2 separate regions of the Rattus norvegicus genome follow, and region 1 is linked to region 2. A link is a contact called in public Hi-C data. All regions are on one chromosome and are shown on one strand. Each heading gives the region's core, a stretch centred on a gene start, on an enhancer-like site or on the middle of the called end of the contact. The rest is flanking DNA. Distances are from core to core; before and after follow the strand shown.

Region 1 (3,221 bases), core at 549-3,048, 630 kb before region 2:
CCGTGGAAATTTAAAATAGAGGCATGAAGATAGTAATTATGAGGTAATGTGAAAAATTGGAGCAGACTCACCTCCAATGAACACACAAGTATCAACCAGTAATGAAAACCTTAAGAATTCATTCAATTACTTGTGGTAATGGTAACAACTTGTGTAACCTGTGTGTGTGTGTGTGTGTGTGTGTGTGTTTGTGTACATATTCAAGAGTATATGCGTATTTGCTTGTGTGTACATATGTGTATGTAACTCTTTCTCTCTCTCTCTCTCTCTGTGTGTGTGTGTGTGTGTGTATGTAAAGGTATGTATAAGTATACAAGAATGCCTTGGCTACTCTTTGGATTCCCTTGATTTTTGACCTCACTGGGATCTGAGGATTGCCAATAATCTAGGCTCCCTAGCCAGCAAGTCTCAGTGATGCATCTACTTCTTTGCCTCATTAGCCCTTGGATGGCAGGCAAGAACCACAAAGCCTGTCTTTTTTGTGTTAGTTCTGGCAAGAGAACTCAGGTCTTGGTGCTTTTCTGAAAAGCCCTTTACTGACCACACCTCTTTAGCCTGGAAAACATTGTAACACAGGGAGATGTTACAGTGCTTCTAATGTGTGTGCGTGTGTGTGTGCGTGTGTGTGCGTGTGTGTGCGTGTGTGTGCGTGTGTGTATGCGTGTGTGTGCGTGTGTGTGCGTGTGTGTGCGTGTGTGTGTGCGTGTGTGTGCGTGTGTGTGTGTGTGTGTGTGTAGGGGTAGGGTGGGGTTGTTTAAAGGCAGTGGGGGATGGGCTATCCCTATATTTATGAGTGCTAGGTACTTCACCACTAAAAAAATATTTTTTAGCTTTTGGGAGATCAGTCAGTGCTATACTAGGGACACTCAGAACCATGAAGCTTGGCATAGACATATTACCCAAAATTTTGTGTGTGTGTGTGTGTGTGTGTGTGTGTGTGTGTGTGTGTGTGATTTGATTATATAGTCCACTTGGGTTGGTACCCTCCAAGGCCAGAAGAGAGTGTCTGATTCACTGAGTTGGAGAGCTAAGTGCTTGTGAGCTGCTCCTAACACTGAGCCATCTTTCCAGGCCTGACACACTCTGCAAAGTGATGGACATAGGATCTGAATTTCTTTCTCTTTTTACTCCATCCTAATTATTGCCTGGACATTGGGCATTTCTTCCTAAAAGCAAGCTCCATTTTTTTCCTGTCTCCACATTTTTATGATTGCCTGGACTGATTTTTGTTTTAAGTTTACATTTTAAAACTGTGAACTGCATTTCTCCCTCTTTCTATTTATCTCTTGTTTCAATCACAAGGTTTGAAAAAATGAGAACTATGCTGGTTTTGTTTGGACTGAGAACATTCCAAAACATTTGGCTGCACCTCAAATTCTTGTTAAAATAATGTTATTTATAACTTTCTGCTTGGTTAACTTTATTTTAACTTTGGCTGCTTTTCCCTGGAGACTGTTCTATCTTGATAGTGAAGTTGACTTCTTGGAAACTTGGATCACCTAACACCTTTTAAGACTTTGGGTCTTCACTTGTTTGGGGCATAGAAATTTATTAGACACTTACTTCAGTCCCTACTGCAGCTACCTGCATGGTGTCTCTCACTGGCTTTGGTTTGGAATATGAGCAGGAAGAAAGCCATCATTCACCCTGGGACCAAGCCATGGCTTCACATAGTGGCACAAAAAGAATGCATTTACTACGACCACAGGTGACATTTGGAGCCTGATGCTAGAGTGCTCTAACCAGCTCTCTCTCTGATGCTGTAAGAGGAATAGAGTTCCTTGCTTTTATATTCCTCCTCAGAAGGTTCTAGCAGATTAGTTGAGCTGCTAGAGCAGCATGGCCCCTTCCATTGACTTTTGAGAAGATCATCTGATTTCCAGACAGAAATGAGGAAAAAGACAAACTGGTGGAATCACCCATTGCCAAGAACAGAGAGGGAACAGAACAGACCTGAAAACAATAGCTGTTGTTCCATAATACCCACTCCCCAATTCAATGTGAAAAAAATGAATACTATTTACCATCACAAAGCAATGTGAAGCCCAGAGGCCAAGGATTTCTTATTTAGGGCTGAAGAGGTATCTCAGGAGTTAAGAACACTGACTGCACTTCCCAAGGACCTGGGTTCAAATACTAGCATTCCTATGGTAACTCATACCTGTCACTCCACAGGATAAGATGGATGTTCTGTTAAACATCCATGTAGACAAAACACACACACACACACACACACACACACACAGAGAGAGAGAGAGAGAGAGAGAGAGAGCGCTACAGACTGAAAGACAGATAGACAGGTACAAAGACAAAGACACACACACAGAGAATGTGAAGACAACCAAACAGTGTTACTGTAGCTTGGGTCCTTGCTTCATTCAACCTTCATCAACCCGTCCTCCCAGTGAATGCCAGAGGCTCTTGTCATGTTTGTCTGTCCCTTCCTAGGAGCCAAACATCTGTTGGACTTTTCTGAATAACACATTCAGTCTGTGGTGTAAGATTTAGGGAGTGTTCTGTCAACTGCAGACAAAAGCCTCTGATCAAGCACCGGTATGCAGTGTTCTTTAGTAGAATCGTGAACAATTGGTGCAATTACAGGCTAATGGAAACCTGGAGGACACAAGGGTCTTTTTTTGAGCGAGGGTAGCTTTTGTTATTTATTTGTTCTATCTATTTGTTTGTCTATCTATATTTTTTCTAATAATGAAAAATTGGATCACAGAAGGAAATTTATGAGACTAAAACTGTCAACACAGCATTCTTTAGCTGGTGTTGGTGCTAAGAGAAATCAGAGCCACAGCTTCAGGCTGCACTGTGTAATTGAAATGGCACTTCTTAATGTGTTATGTTTGTTAGAGATACAGGATGCAGGGCCCCTTTTAACTGCTGTTGTAGGCTGGCATCATTGCTTTTCTTTGCTATGTTCCAAATTCTATATTGTCTTCAAATTTTACCTTCTAGGTTCCAGGGTGTCTGTAGGCCTTTTAAACTCATGAGAACCAAGCATACCAGCCATACCTCAAGTTACACGCTGTAAAGAAGTAGGTTCCACTAGGTACAATAGGATTCACTGCCAAGTTTGGCACAACAGAGTCTCTGCTATGAAGATCAGAACACAAGAGAAGTGTATTTCACGCTACATATACTAGGTTCTACCTTGAGAAGCAGTGCTCTGAGGACAGGCCCTTAAATTGTGGTAATGCAGCTACAGGTTTGTG
Region 2 (3,419 bases), core at 296-2,795:
TGTATATATCCAGAAGAGATGTTGCCCATGTGATTGCAACTGTCCAGAATACACATGTCACCATATGCTCTGGAGATGCAGGTACAGGCAACTGGGAGCTAGCTGCCTGCCATGGGTGCTGGGAACCAAATGAATCCTCTACAAAGGCAGTGTGTTTTTACCTGCATCTCTGTCATGAACCTGAGAGAAACTAGAGTGAGAGGGAGGAGCTAGAAGGAGAGTAGACAGAGTGGTAGTGATAAAAATAGTATGTATTTGTGTATAAATTTCTCAAATAATTATAAATGGTTTATGTATTTGAAAAATATCAAAGGAGGAACACATTTTCTTACATGAGAAAAATCACATTAAGGTCAACATCAGGATTCTTATTAAGTGGACTTTTATTGGAATGTCACCACCTTGACTTCTTTGCTTATTATCTATATCTAGTTCTGCACAAGCAGACAACCGTCTGACTGAACATGCAGAACGGCATAGACCAAAGCAAAGTGAACAAACCTCACTGTAAATCAACTTAATATCAGGCTCAGCAAATACATTTTCATCCGTTTTATGGAAAATATTTTCACCATCATAATGGATTGCACACTCAACCTTCAGCCTGGTATTATTTTAAGATATAAAGATCTCAAAAGACCCATATGCAAAAATGCTATTCCACAGAAAGTAAGTATGCTGGCCTGATTCACTATAGTATATTATATCACAACGATCAAACATCAGATGTTTAATTTCTTTCAGCATATTCAAATAAACACACAAAACACAGAGTACCAAATTGTAACAGCCTTAAAGCAAAGAGCTACTTTCAGTTACTGATAAATTTATTCATTTTATAAATAGCTATATTTGAGGCTCACTATTGTCGTCCAGGTGAGTTATTGAAAACTAGGCCTGCTGTGCAGTGATTAGGGGACTCCTTTATCTGTTGTTGCTATGGAACCACTGAAGACTATTAAGTGTTGGCATGATGAGATCTGGCGTAGGGACGTAGCAGTGAGCAGCAGAGGTATACAGGGAGAATAAGGGGAGTGTCGCTTAGGAAAGGGAGTCAGAAAGTTCAAAGTGAATTGTCAAATGCAAGAGTGTAAGTCCTATAATTCCATTATATTAAAAAGATCCATCAGATTGCTCATTTATGGAAAAGGTCTTTCGAGATTCAGGCAAGGCCAAGTTCAGGGAGTATGGAGGTCAGGCTGCAGTGGACTAAAAAGTGAATTAAAACGAATGATAGATTATTGTTAAAGATGTGGAAAAACAGAGGAGAGGGGTTAGGCAGTTGCTTAATGTAAAGGCAAAGGTACTTTTTTCTTTCATTTGAAGTTGGGGGAGTGGACTGAGAAATGATCAAATATATTTTAAAGGTTGAGGAAAATGAGCCTGCAGAGGTGTGGGGGAGAAAGGTGAGAGTTGGAGGTGAAAAGCTATGCAAGTGTTAACAAAAGTGAGGGACGATGGCACTCTCTGGACAGGCAGAGTTCAGTGACAACTAAACAACTAAACCTGAAGAAGTAGCTTGGATGGTAAGTGAAGACTGGCATAGAGAGCTGAAGGCTGGGTTGGGGGTGGTGGGAGCTCAGTGGGGAGCAGGCAACATCCTGCTTCTGTGGAGGAAGAGGGTAGGGCCATGTTTCAAAAGTGAATGAATAGGAGTGAAATGGTACTGAGAAGATGGGTTTTTTTCATAAACACAAATGCCCCAAATGAAGAACTAGACACTCCTTTCCTCTGCCTTCTGATCATTATTGTCCAAGCATCATGGAATGCTTAGATGAACCTCTATAATCTGCAGTCATTTTCTCAGAAAGACCGACCTTAAACATCTGTTTCCAGTATAGTGGGAGTATGATCACGATGCTATTTTGTTTTGTCATTTTCTTATATTTTGTTACTACCTTTCTTTTATATATTGTTCTCAACATTATGTAACTTGCAGGAGGTTTTTCTACTTTTCTCGTACACCTACTCAGCTGACAACTTCAATCACTGTCTTATTCACCCTGGACTTTGTGTTTGAGATTATTATCCTGTCACAAGCACCTTTCTGTGGCTACATCCACCCCACCCCCACCTCCACCCCTACCCCTTTTTCAGTTTTATGGGAAGATTGATTCTAAGGGCTTTATTTTATACATTTTTATCATTGAAAACATCTTCCATTTCTAACGCTCTATTGCCCTCTAGAGTAGATGAAAGTGCACAGCAGCAAATGCTGTGAACCAGCAAGATAATTGGAATGAAAAGGCTTTTTCTGAAACTCCAGTGATCCTCATTAAGAAAACAGCCATTGAGAAGAGTGCATATTTATTGAATGCATAATTGAAATAAATAATTAAATTTCCATAATAGACACATGGGAAACTGAAGAGTTTCTGCCAAATAAATTGGGCTCAGAAATAAATGGCTATTCCTTTCTGTTTTAAATTTACATAATGATCTCCCCCCCCCAAAGAATGGGAATATCTTAAATTTTTAAAAAAGGGTCTTTATTTTTCCAAATATATGCAGAAAGGAAGAAAAATGGAGGTTGAGAAGGTCAAGTGTCATTAATATTGTAGCAGAAGATTGAATGACCAGAGCTCATTCCTTTAGTCGTCCTTTCTTCTTCCATATGTCTGCATTTTACAGGTGACATCTCAGAGTCTCCAGATCTTTTGACACTCAGCTTAGGGTCTTCATTGTGTAATGCTCTTTCATGACCTGTTGAAAGACACACAGTGCCTGAGTGACAATGGGAGGTGGTTCCTGTTACAATAAAAGCAAGCAGCAAACACACAGCTATGTGTTTTATGAAAACAACACTTAGGCATTGAGCTGGGCACTTCTCCACAGATTCTGAGCACAGTTTTCTGGCAAAGGCCCCTTTCCAAGAATTAGACAGATCCCCTGAAATAAACCAGAGAATTTCAAGTTCCATTTAGCTAAAAAGAGTAAGATTTTACTAGCCAAGTATGGGTCTATGGGGGCCATTATTCTCATTCATATTGCTACACTTATTCAGAGTAAGTTCAAAACAAGGTATTGAACTTTTATATAAAAACAAAAGCTATTTCTTTGCCCTTAAGCTTTATCCTTCACCTCAGAAGTTGCCAGTTTAGTTTTAGAAACAGATGTAGATATTTAAAAGGAGAGAAAATATCTTTACCCAGAAGATAAATTACACTGAACCTTATGACATAAAAATCTTCTCTGACAGAATCTGGAAAAAATAAGGGAAGTTAGAAATTTTCTCATGAAATAAATTCAGAGAAAAATTAATTAACAGAGACCTGACAGTAAACTGAGTTGTTTGTGAGGGTAGGGAACATCATGAATAAATAGATTCTGTTTTTAGTTCCTGAATCTAGGGAAAAACAAATTGTTTCACTCTTACTGCCATTCTTTGTACATGTGTGTTTTCACCCAGAGGAAAGATA

What was found. Hi-C and Micro-C count contacts between places; a contact is called where the count stands out from the background.
Region 1: a Hi-C map of the Rat2 cell line shows a contact between it and region 2, with 6 times the contacts expected there. The contact joins two enhancer-like sites. A contact is called at or near these places in 3 of 12 Hi-C or Micro-C datasets (the A7r5 cell line, the Rat2 cell line and frontal cortex).

Annotation. Positions count from the first base shown.
Region 1 is chr2:105,892,213-105,895,433 of GRCr8, reverse strand. No RefSeq gene overlaps it. Among named protein-coding and RNA genes, the nearest start is that of Tbl1xr1, 840 kb to the left of the region's middle. Within about 2 kb of position 1,798, at least 6 of the 93 cell types and tissues checked have an H3K27ac peak or open chromatin away from gene starts, as enhancers often do.
Region 2 is chr2:105,260,202-105,263,620 of GRCr8, reverse strand. No RefSeq gene overlaps it. Among named protein-coding and RNA genes, the nearest start is that of Agtr1b, 410 kb to the right of the region's middle. Within about 2 kb of position 1,545, at least 3 of the 93 cell types and tissues checked have an H3K27ac peak or open chromatin away from gene starts, as enhancers often do.